Regions from separate parts of the Macaca fascicularis genome. Here region 2 is linked to region 1. A link is a contact called in public Hi-C data. All regions are on one chromosome and are shown on one strand. Each heading gives the region's core, a stretch centred on a gene start, on an enhancer-like site or on the middle of the called end of the contact. The rest is flanking DNA. Distances are from core to core; before and after follow the strand shown. Region 1 overlaps EML4 (EMAP like 4). Region 2 has its middle 57 kb from the start of PKDCC.

Evidence for each region. Hi-C and Micro-C count contacts between places; a contact is called where the count stands out from the background.
Region 2: a Hi-C map of liver shows a contact between it and region 1, with 4 times the contacts expected there. The contact joins two enhancer-like sites. A contact is called at or near these places in 2 of 2 Hi-C or Micro-C datasets (liver and skeletal muscle).

Annotation. Positions count from the first base shown.
Region 1 is chr13:79,868,434-79,873,134 of T2T-MFA8v1.1, reverse strand. The region is part of intron 1 of EML4 (EMAP like 4); the gene reads left to right. Among named protein-coding and RNA genes, the nearest start is that of EML4, 28 kb to the left of the region's middle. Within about 2 kb of position 2,349, at least 1 of the 6 cell types and tissues checked has an H3K27ac peak or open chromatin away from gene starts, as enhancers often do. A contact at or near this core is called in liver, where this site is marked.
Region 2 is chr13:79,962,290-79,966,990 of T2T-MFA8v1.1, reverse strand. No RefSeq gene overlaps it. Among named protein-coding and RNA genes, the nearest start is that of PKDCC, 57 kb to the left of the region's middle. Within about 2 kb of position 1,945, at least 4 of the 6 cell types and tissues checked have an H3K27ac peak or open chromatin away from gene starts, as enhancers often do. A contact at or near this core is called in liver, where this site is marked.

The DNA.
Region 1 (4,701 bases), core at 1,100-3,599:
AGACAAGGTCTTGCTCTGTTGCCCAAGCAGTAGCTCATGTGGTGCCCAACCTCCACCTCTTAGGCTCAAACGATCCTCTCACCTCAGCCTCCCAAGTAGCTGGGACTACTGATGTGCACCACCATGCCCAGCTTATTTTTGTATTTTTTGTAGAGATGGGATTTTCACCATGTTGCCCAGTCTTGTCTCGAACTCCTGGGCTCAAGCGATCCACTTGTCTCAGCTCCCAAAGTGCTGGGATTACAGGAGTGAGCACGGCCTGGCAGGGATCTTTAATCTTGATGGTCTGATTTATCATTTGTTCTTTAGGGCTTTGGCTTTTAGGTCTATGTTCTACCTTAGATTAATTTCTGTGTATGGTGTAAGATAAGAGTTAAAACTTATTTTTTTTCTTATAAATATCCTTAGAAACAGTAACAAACAACATTGTTTGACAAAGACTGCTTTATTTCCAAATTAGGTAATTAGTATTACATGATAAAATTATTCTTTCAAAGTAGTTGCATGGTTAGCTAACTCATTGGTTACAGAAGCTATATTTTTTAGGTCAGAATTATGGGTTTATGCCTTCAGGATCCAGTTAACTTGGCCTTGTTTTGTGGCCATGGAATGTATTTCTCCTAACTTGCTTTAGTCATTTGTTAGATTGGTTTCATTGCAAGTAAGAGGGTATATGATAACTTCATTATGCTACCAGGTAAAACATTAGAGCATATGCCTTACATGACTATTAACTAATTTAATTTTGAGTGAAAGGAGTGAAAGAGATTATATTACTACATTTTAAGGATACAGTATTCATAGTATTATGATGTTTAATGTATCATACTCAGTTTTTATGCCATACTAAAATAAGCAATAATACATTGATTTTAGTAAACATTAGGAAATAGTTTTTCAGAGTTTTGTATAGAGTGGGAAATGTAGATCTGACACTGTGAAGTCCATTTGTTGGGTTTTGTGGGTAAACGATGCTAAGTGTAAAAATTCAAGACATAGGAAAATTTAAAATGTACGTTTGCATATGCTTGTGCCAATATATAGACCATTCCATAAACCCAATTATTGGCTTACATTTCTGAGATACCAGCATTAAACATGAGTTATCTTTTAAGAGGCTGAATTTGAATTATATTACTCTGTTAGGATTTGTGCCAGCTTTTGGTTAATCATTATCTTGTTGATTATATTTGGTTCACGATGACTCATTTTTCAAGGAGCTTTATTGCAGCATTACATATTTACTACAGGAAGCCTGGATGGAAATGGAGCATCAGGTTATTGGAGATTTTTTTCTCCAATCTTTATTGCAGCAAGTGTTATTAAAGTTAATTATTTTTCAATAACTGAATTCCCTGTAGAACCTAGTATTTCATTAACCAACTGTTAGAGGATCAGTTATTCCTTTTTCATGGCAGACAAATATATCTTTGATGATTGCTTAAATATTGGTCATACACTAACCAAACTTAGATGTAGTATTTTATTCTCATCAAATTGAGTATGGTCATTAACTAAGAATTTTGGAATCAGAGATATTTGAGATTGAACCTTGTTTGTAAAATTTACTAGCTTTGGAAGCTTGTGCAAATACTTCTCTGAACCTTAGCATTCATTCAGTCATTAATGAGTGAATTAATACATTCATTTATTAATGTATTTGGATAAAAATATTTACCTTGCAAGATCAGATTAAAAGGATATATAAAAGAGTATTAGCATTTAATATGTGCTTAATGGTGATCACCATCTGTTGACACTTGCTTATAGTATATATTGAGGTTAGGAGTGCCAGTCATTTAGCCCTTCTCTCTCCAGGTTCTAAGAGATAAATAATGGACACAGCATAAGGCCAGTGGTCTGATCTGTTTCTAAAATTTAGACTATCTGATAACAGCAGAATTTGAGACCATAACATGGATCTAAGGATAAATTGAGAGTCTGCTGCAATCACCAACAAATCTAGACTGTGAGACTATGGGGAGAGTTCAGTCTGCCATGCCTACTCTGACTACACTTAATCTGGCAGCTGGCGAGAAGATTAGAGGCTTACTTTATGTACCTAGTTATCAGCCTAACAAAGAGCTGGAGTGAGAAAGGGAAAGATGGCCTTGTTTTCTGTGCAGTAACCTAATTTCCTTCTTGTTAAAAATAAGGTCCAAGGAAAGCTAAATCTAACCCACCAAATTAGTAACTTCCCTTCCCTCTCTACCCCTGCAGGAGTTTGTGGCTTGAGTTTGTGGAAGAGAGACTGGGAGAGTTTTCTGTAATACCTAATACAGTAACCATCCTGCCTCCACCCTGCCCTCTACTGTGGAAAGAAAAGGGAAGTCTTATTCTTTATAACAGGAGATTAGTGTAAGAGTGCCCCCTACTTTGAAAAAGTAAACTTCACTTACGTTCAGTGTTTTTGTAGGCCCATAGAGTAAATACAGTAGAAGAGCCTTGCAAAAATGAAAAGCCACGCTAGGAATCAAAGAATATGTTGGTTTAAGGAAGTAAATTGTGTCTTTATTTTTTGAGACAGGGTCACACTCTGTCACCCAGGCTGGAGTGCAGTGGTGAGATCACTGCTTACTGCAACCTTGACCTCCCAGGATCAGGTGATACTCCCACCTCAGATTCCCGAGTAGCTGGCACCACAGGCATGCACCACCACTCCTGGCTAATTTTTGTGTTTTTTTGTAGAGATGGGGTTTTGCCATATGCCCAGGCTGGTCTCCAACTATGTGGGCTCAAGTAATCCGCTTGCCTCAGCCTCCCAAAATTTACTGGGTTTAACGTGTGAGCCACAATGCTCCCAGCCATCTTTTAAACTTGTTAATAGAAAAATTGATGTTGGTAAAGAAAAAGAACCCCCCAAAAAGATAGATAGAGGCAATAAAAATCACAAGTCGTCTATTGGCAGGAGGTGATAAGAGTTCTGTTTGCAAAGGTATATTTAAGACATCTACTTAAATACTAGAATTTTTTTAAATGAAAATATCAGTAAATCCAAAACAGTAGTCTTCAGAAAAAAAACAAAGTGGTGTAAACTCAACGTAAATTGTAAATCTATTCGGTAAATGAGTAATTTTAAATATCTGTGAAATATATATTAGTAGTGAATATTTTATCTTAAAAAGCAAAAATTTGAGAGTGATCATTTATTGGCACTTCAGAAGAAACCAGTAAACGTGTAGCAAAATAGTGAATAATTGTCAGTTAAGCCAGTCAGTGTGTCATTAGCTATTGACAAAGATTACAGTTTTGGAAATAACTCCAGATGTGCTCCACCTCACACCTTGTGTACTCCTTTAGCCAGGATTTATAAAATAGAATTAGAAGCATAATATATGTGTTTGTAATTTGAAGCATAGGGTAGTGGTTAAGAATCTGGGCTCCAGAGTCACAGTGCCTACGTGTACATCCTGGCACCTGCAATAACTAGTTTGTATCCTTGGGCAAGTTATTTAATCTTTCTGTGTGCCTCATTTGTAAAGTGGGACTAATACAAGCACCTAGTTCATAGGGTTGCTTATCAGTGACTTTAGTGGAATTGTGGTGACCAGTTTGCTACAAGTTAGGTAGTGAATGGAAAATGAGAATGTCCAAACACCTGTAGCTTGCTCCTACCAGAACTTCTTAAGGGAGACAGAGGGAGTCTGACTTAAAATTGATCTTTTTCTTTCCTTTGGTTAATAGAGATGTGAATATCCTGAGGGAAAATGACCAGTGGATAGGTCAGATGTGAGAGAGAATGGGCATGTATGATTGACGTAAGGTCTCTAAAGATAGTAATAGGGGAGACGCTCTAAAGCGCTGGGGGAAGGCTTGTTATTTAACTCAAGAGGCAACTGTTTTAATGAGTTGGGAAGGGCTGGGTGTGGTGGCTCACACATGTAATCCCAGCACTTTGGGAGGCCAAGGTAGGAGGATTGCTTGAGACCAGGAGTTCAAGACCAGCCTGGGCAATATAGTGAGACCTCCATCTCTACAAAAAAAGAAGAAAAATTTTAAAAGGAAAAGATGGTAAGGATGCTACTTTGGGGAGGAAGATTTCTACCTGAAGTCTGCTATTTTCTCTTTGAAAGAGGAAGTGAGGACAAATTCTGAGAAGTATGAGGTGGAGGTGGGGAATCGAAAACTGGAAGAGAGTTGTGAGGATTTGGAATAGTTACTGGGGCAATGGGAGCTGGAGATCACTTGGAAAATGTAGAGGGACCAAGATGGTTTGATGAGCAAGGGTTTTTGTGGTGGTCCCCGTTGTGTGTATATATTCTCATTCCTTCCCTCTGTTTCTCTCTACAGTACCCAGCAGCTACTGTGTAGAAACAGAAAAGCTGGGCAGTCAAAATGTTCTGGTATTGGTGGAGGCAGGACTTGACAAAGGAGAGTGGTGTGGGAAGACCCAGGGGCCAAAAGTTGGAAGTATTGCAGTGAGAGTGGTTGAAGTTATGTATCTTGGGGGTTTAGGCTGGAGAGTGAACACGTTGAAGCCAAGACAAGGCTGATAGGTGGGGAGAAAGTGGAAGAACATTAACACCAAAAGTTTCCATGAAGCTAAAGGGTGAAGTGTGATGGGGAATAGGAGTGAAAGAGACAAAGGATAAGGGGCTGGGGTTATGGGCCAAGATAGTGAGTCTTAAGATTTCAGAGGCGTAATTGTTGTGGATGATTAAGTGAGTGGTTATAGAGGTGGATTATTCAGTTGGGTAGTGG
Region 2 (4,701 bases), core at 696-3,195, 94 kb before region 1:
ATGTTACAGGGGACCCAATCTAAGGCCCTCCATTCACTTTCCCCGCTTCCAATTCCCCAGCCAAATCATGTTTTTGCTTGTGTCCAGAGGAAGCTGGGAGTTTTCTCAAGCTAACCCAACCCCCAGGTTTTCCATCTTCTCATGCCTCCACGCCCCAGTACAGTGTAAAGCGGCCTCCTCACTCGGTTGCAGGTCACGACTGACCTCAGGTGCCATCCTCCTAGCTCTGCCTCTAACCCTCACCCACCACACTCGAGGCAACAATCTCACGAGGGGCCGGCCTCTCTGTCACGGCAAGCCTCATCCCCTAGAAGCCAACTCCGCCTGGCCCACCATGCCTGCAGTAGAAAGGCCTGAGGCTGCGCCTAGAACACTGAGGACTTCAGCGGCCCGGACTTTCCAAGACTGAAACTGGGACCTGCGGAGGCCTCACTGCCCGGAGCAGCGCCCAGGTCCTCAGCATCCTCTTCGCTGGGCCCCACGCGTGTCGTGCGCCATCCCAGAAGGCAAGACCTGATTCGGATCAGCAGGGGCTGCAGGCCTCGCTCTTCGGGTGGGTGACTCAGGCCCCTCAGGCCTGAGGCAGAGACGCTAAACGGGCAGGAGGCTGGGCAGGGCCGGGGAGTCTCTGCAGGAGTCGAACCTGCGCCCCTTCACGTGCTCCCCTTCTTGAGGGTTCACGGGGCTCCGGAGGCCCAGATGCCGGCAAAGTGGCGGGAGCGCTCCGGGTAGGAGGACCCAGGTCGGGGCGCCCCCGCCAGCGCCCGGATCCCGGCTCACCCTCCGCCGCGCCCCGCCCCCGCCCCGACACACTGGGGGAGCCCCGCCCGCCCCGAGGCCCGCGCGGCGCCGCAGGAGGAATCCCAGCCATTTCCTCCACGCCGCGCGGTATGTGGCCTGCCCGCCGCCGACCGACCGCAGCGCGAGCGGGTCCCCAGCCGCGCCTGGCAGCTGCCCCGGCCCTGCCGTGCTGCTCGGGATTCCGGGCAGGCCTCCCCCTCGTCCCGGGCTACCAGACCGGCCTTTCCAGCAGCACCAGGCCCGTGCGGCCCCGCCGGACGCCTGCTACACCCCGCGCCGCTGCCAGAACTTTTCCTAGCCCCGCGTGCCCGCGCCCGGCCCAGGCACCCCCTCCCCGGAACGCCCCCGACGGCCCCTCGCGTCCGAGCTGGAAACTGAAGTTGACGCATGCTCCGTCACCCTGGGGCAAATTGCTTTGCCTAAGCCTCAGTTTCTCCATCTGTGAAATGGGGACGTTGGCAGGAGTGCCTGTCTCGTGCTATCCAAGGGGTGAATGAGAAAAGCAAAGCGTTGGACTACTGTCAACGCGATTTTCATTTCCCTAGGTACCACGAGGGTTCTGGCTTTCCTCACAGCATCTTAGCGCCCACCCTGCCCCTCTCCTCTCCTCCAGCCCATTTGCCGGCGGAGCAAGCAGACTAGGCTTTGTGAGTGGGCAGAGGAGAGGGCTGGGGCCTGCCCAAGACTGCGCCCTGCACAGATTAAACAATGCCTGAGGGTCCCACGACACAGCCTTCCTCGAGATTCAGCGTTCAGCGTTGCCCTCTCCTCAATCACTAGGTTCTTGAAAGGCCCAAAGGACAGTTATTTACATTTTTTTTAAATGATGTCATTGCAGTCTGAGAGCAGCCAGACACGTAGTGATCAGGGGAAGTCGAAAGTGCAGATGGGTTCGCAAACGTGGACTCTCTAGTTTTGGGTCTGCAGATGGGGCCGGCCACCACGTGCTCTCCGAGTTCTCTTTCCAAGTACAGATCCCTCCGGAGAGGGAACATTTTTCCGTCTTTAATTCTTCCCAGGAGTTGCGGAGGAAGGCGTGAGAGCTGGAGCCCGGAGTGACTTGCGTGGGGGGGATCGCTTCCCCGTAGCCCACACCTGCCTCACCCACGCCCACGGCGGCCGCAAAGGCGACACCGCGTGGATCTGGAAAGCCCCGAGTTTCACCAGGCCCAACCACCGGCGGCTTTGCAGGCGCAGCACCAAATGCTGCTCTGCCTGTGTTCCCCCAGACAGCTCCTGGTTGTGATTTGTCGTTTCCATTCCAGCTACAGTCACAAGGCCAAGAACTAGACCCTTGCAGCGAGATCCGCCCCCCTTCATTCCCCACACGCGCCACAGCCACAGGCCGCATAAATAAATCCAGGTGGAGGCAGACCCAGAAACCCAGGTGCTATAAATATCCCAGCCCAACCCGGAGACTGAGATCCCAGGCAGCCCCTCGCCCCCACCCGGCCGAGCCCAGCACTTCCGGCCACCACAGCGCTGAGGGCGGATCTCCCCGCGGTGGGAGGAGCGGGCTCCATCAGGATAGCAGGCCTGGCTTCCTTTTCTTTCTTCTCCTCGGAGCCTCTGGCGGCCCAACCTGAGGGCTTGCCCTCTTCTCTGGAACCACCTCCCTAACTTTCAATCGCATACCTCTCCCTCCCTCCCCCTGATATTTTTAGAGGCTTTCTCTCAGGGACCCCATACTGCGGCCAGACTTCAAGAAATGCTGACTTCTCTTTCTAGATGAACAAGCATAGTTGGAAGGCAACAACCTCAATCAGAGTTTACAATTTAAAATTTGATTCTAAACTTTTTCTTTTTGAAGCAGGGTCTTGCTCTGTCACCCAGGCTGGAGTGCAGTGGCGTGATCATGGCTCACTGCAGCCTTGACCTCCCAGGTTCAAGTGATCCTCCCATCTCAGCCTCCCTAGTAGTTGGGACTACAGGCGTCGTGCCACCATGCCCACCCGGTTAATCTTTTTTTTTTTTTCTTTTTTTTTTTGAGACGGGGTTTCACTATGTTGCCCAGGCTGGTCTCGAACTCCTGGGCTCAAGCCATCTGCCCACCTCAGCCTCCGAACGTGGTGGGATTACAGATTTGAGCCACTCTGTCCAGCTCTTGATTCTACATTTTTAATAGCATTTTTTATGTGATTAAAACACAGGCTGGAGGCAGAGTAGACCTAAAAGAGGGGAAAGAAGAAGCTGAAGGCATATGTAAAGAAGGAATAGAGCCACACTAAAAAGAAAGTTGCTCTACCAGAAGGCTGGTACCTAGGAACTCGGTGGGACTTTATGAGCCCAGTCTCCTGGGCCTGGGACTCGGTGTGGTGCAGTTCAATAAGTCCCTATTGTGGGGGGGTGGGGGAGAAAAGATGTGAGATACCTTTCCTCACCCATCATAAGGGTCACTGCTATAACAAAAGACTGATTAACAAGCATAACAAATTTACCAAATCAAAGTTTTATGGGACACAGGAGCCTTCAGAAATGAAAAGCCAGTGACCCAGGGAAAACTGTCTATTTTTCTGCTTAGGTAGAAATACATGCTGTCCCTTCTTCGTTGAACCTAAGCATAAAAATAGACAAAAGGATACGATCTAATGGTAATAGACTGAGGAGGAAAACCCAGCAAGGCCTGTCTGTTCAGATTCTTCTTGGCCTCTCTGAGCAGCATTCCTTCCTCCTGGGTGTGGGACAGGGGCTGTCTGGAACACAGGTCTGTAACTCACAGTCAGAGGTAGGTCAGAGAATCTCTTCAGGATCAGTGCCTACACAGATAGGCAGGGGGAACTCAGAGTAACAGGTCTAGATTTTATGGCTTGCTTTGGGGGAAAGGGGTTCTAACTGTTAGGACCTGCCATAGGGAAGAGGAATTCTGGTTTCTATGAATTCAGGGAGAAGAAGGGGTGGGAAATAGGGCAAGAGAAGTTCAGAGAGAGATTTTGCTTCTGAGACTGCTTCTAAGGCCTTCCAATCTCCTTTAGTTCACAGTACTCAGCATGCCAAGGCATTATACTTTGACTTATCATTTTCTGAGCCCCAGCAAAATTTAAAACATAGTGAGTCTTCCAAACATGAAGTCACATCCCGTTTCCGATGTAGAAGCTTACACTTTAGGAACTGATAAGGAAGCACTTGCAAGCGCCATTCCGCTGAATACTACTTAGAAGGGACTATTCACTCCCCAATTTACAGATTAAAAAACTGAGGTTAGAGAGGCTAATTAACTTGCCCAAGGACACCCAGCTAATAGGGGAGAAGTTTGAACCCATGGATCTGATTCCAGAGGTCATGTGTTAAACCTGTGCTGTGGGACAATAAACTCTGCCAGTCTCTCTGATCAGAGATGGAAAGGACTCTGTTGCGGTCTTCAGCTGTCTTTCACAATGAGGAAGACCTTCCTGTTACACTCAACTGCCTTTAGCCGACCTGAGTGATTGCATTCACATAGAATTTGATGGCTTTCCTGAGGGACCCAGGCAACTTATATCAAGGAAGAAACTATCCATAGGAACAGGATTCCAAATGGACTGGATGCAAGTCACCAAGGCCAGAGTCAGTCCTGGGCCAGCCCTTCCAGTATGATTTCAGGACCACAAGGCAGCACCACTGGCATTTTTGCCAAAAATTAAGCATAGAAGGCCGGGCGCGGTGGCTCAAGCCTGTAATCCCAGCACTTTGGGAGGCCGAGACGGGCGGATCACGAGGTCAGGAGATCGAGACCATCCTGGCTAACACGGTGAAACCCCGTCTCTACTAAAAAATACAAAAAACTAGCCGGGCGAGGTGGCGGGCGCCTGTAGTCCCAGCTACTCGGGAGGCTGAGGCGGGAGAATGGTCTAAACCCGGGAGGCGGAGCTTGCAGTGAGCTGAGATCCGGCCACTGCACTCCAGCCTGGGCGACAGAGCAAG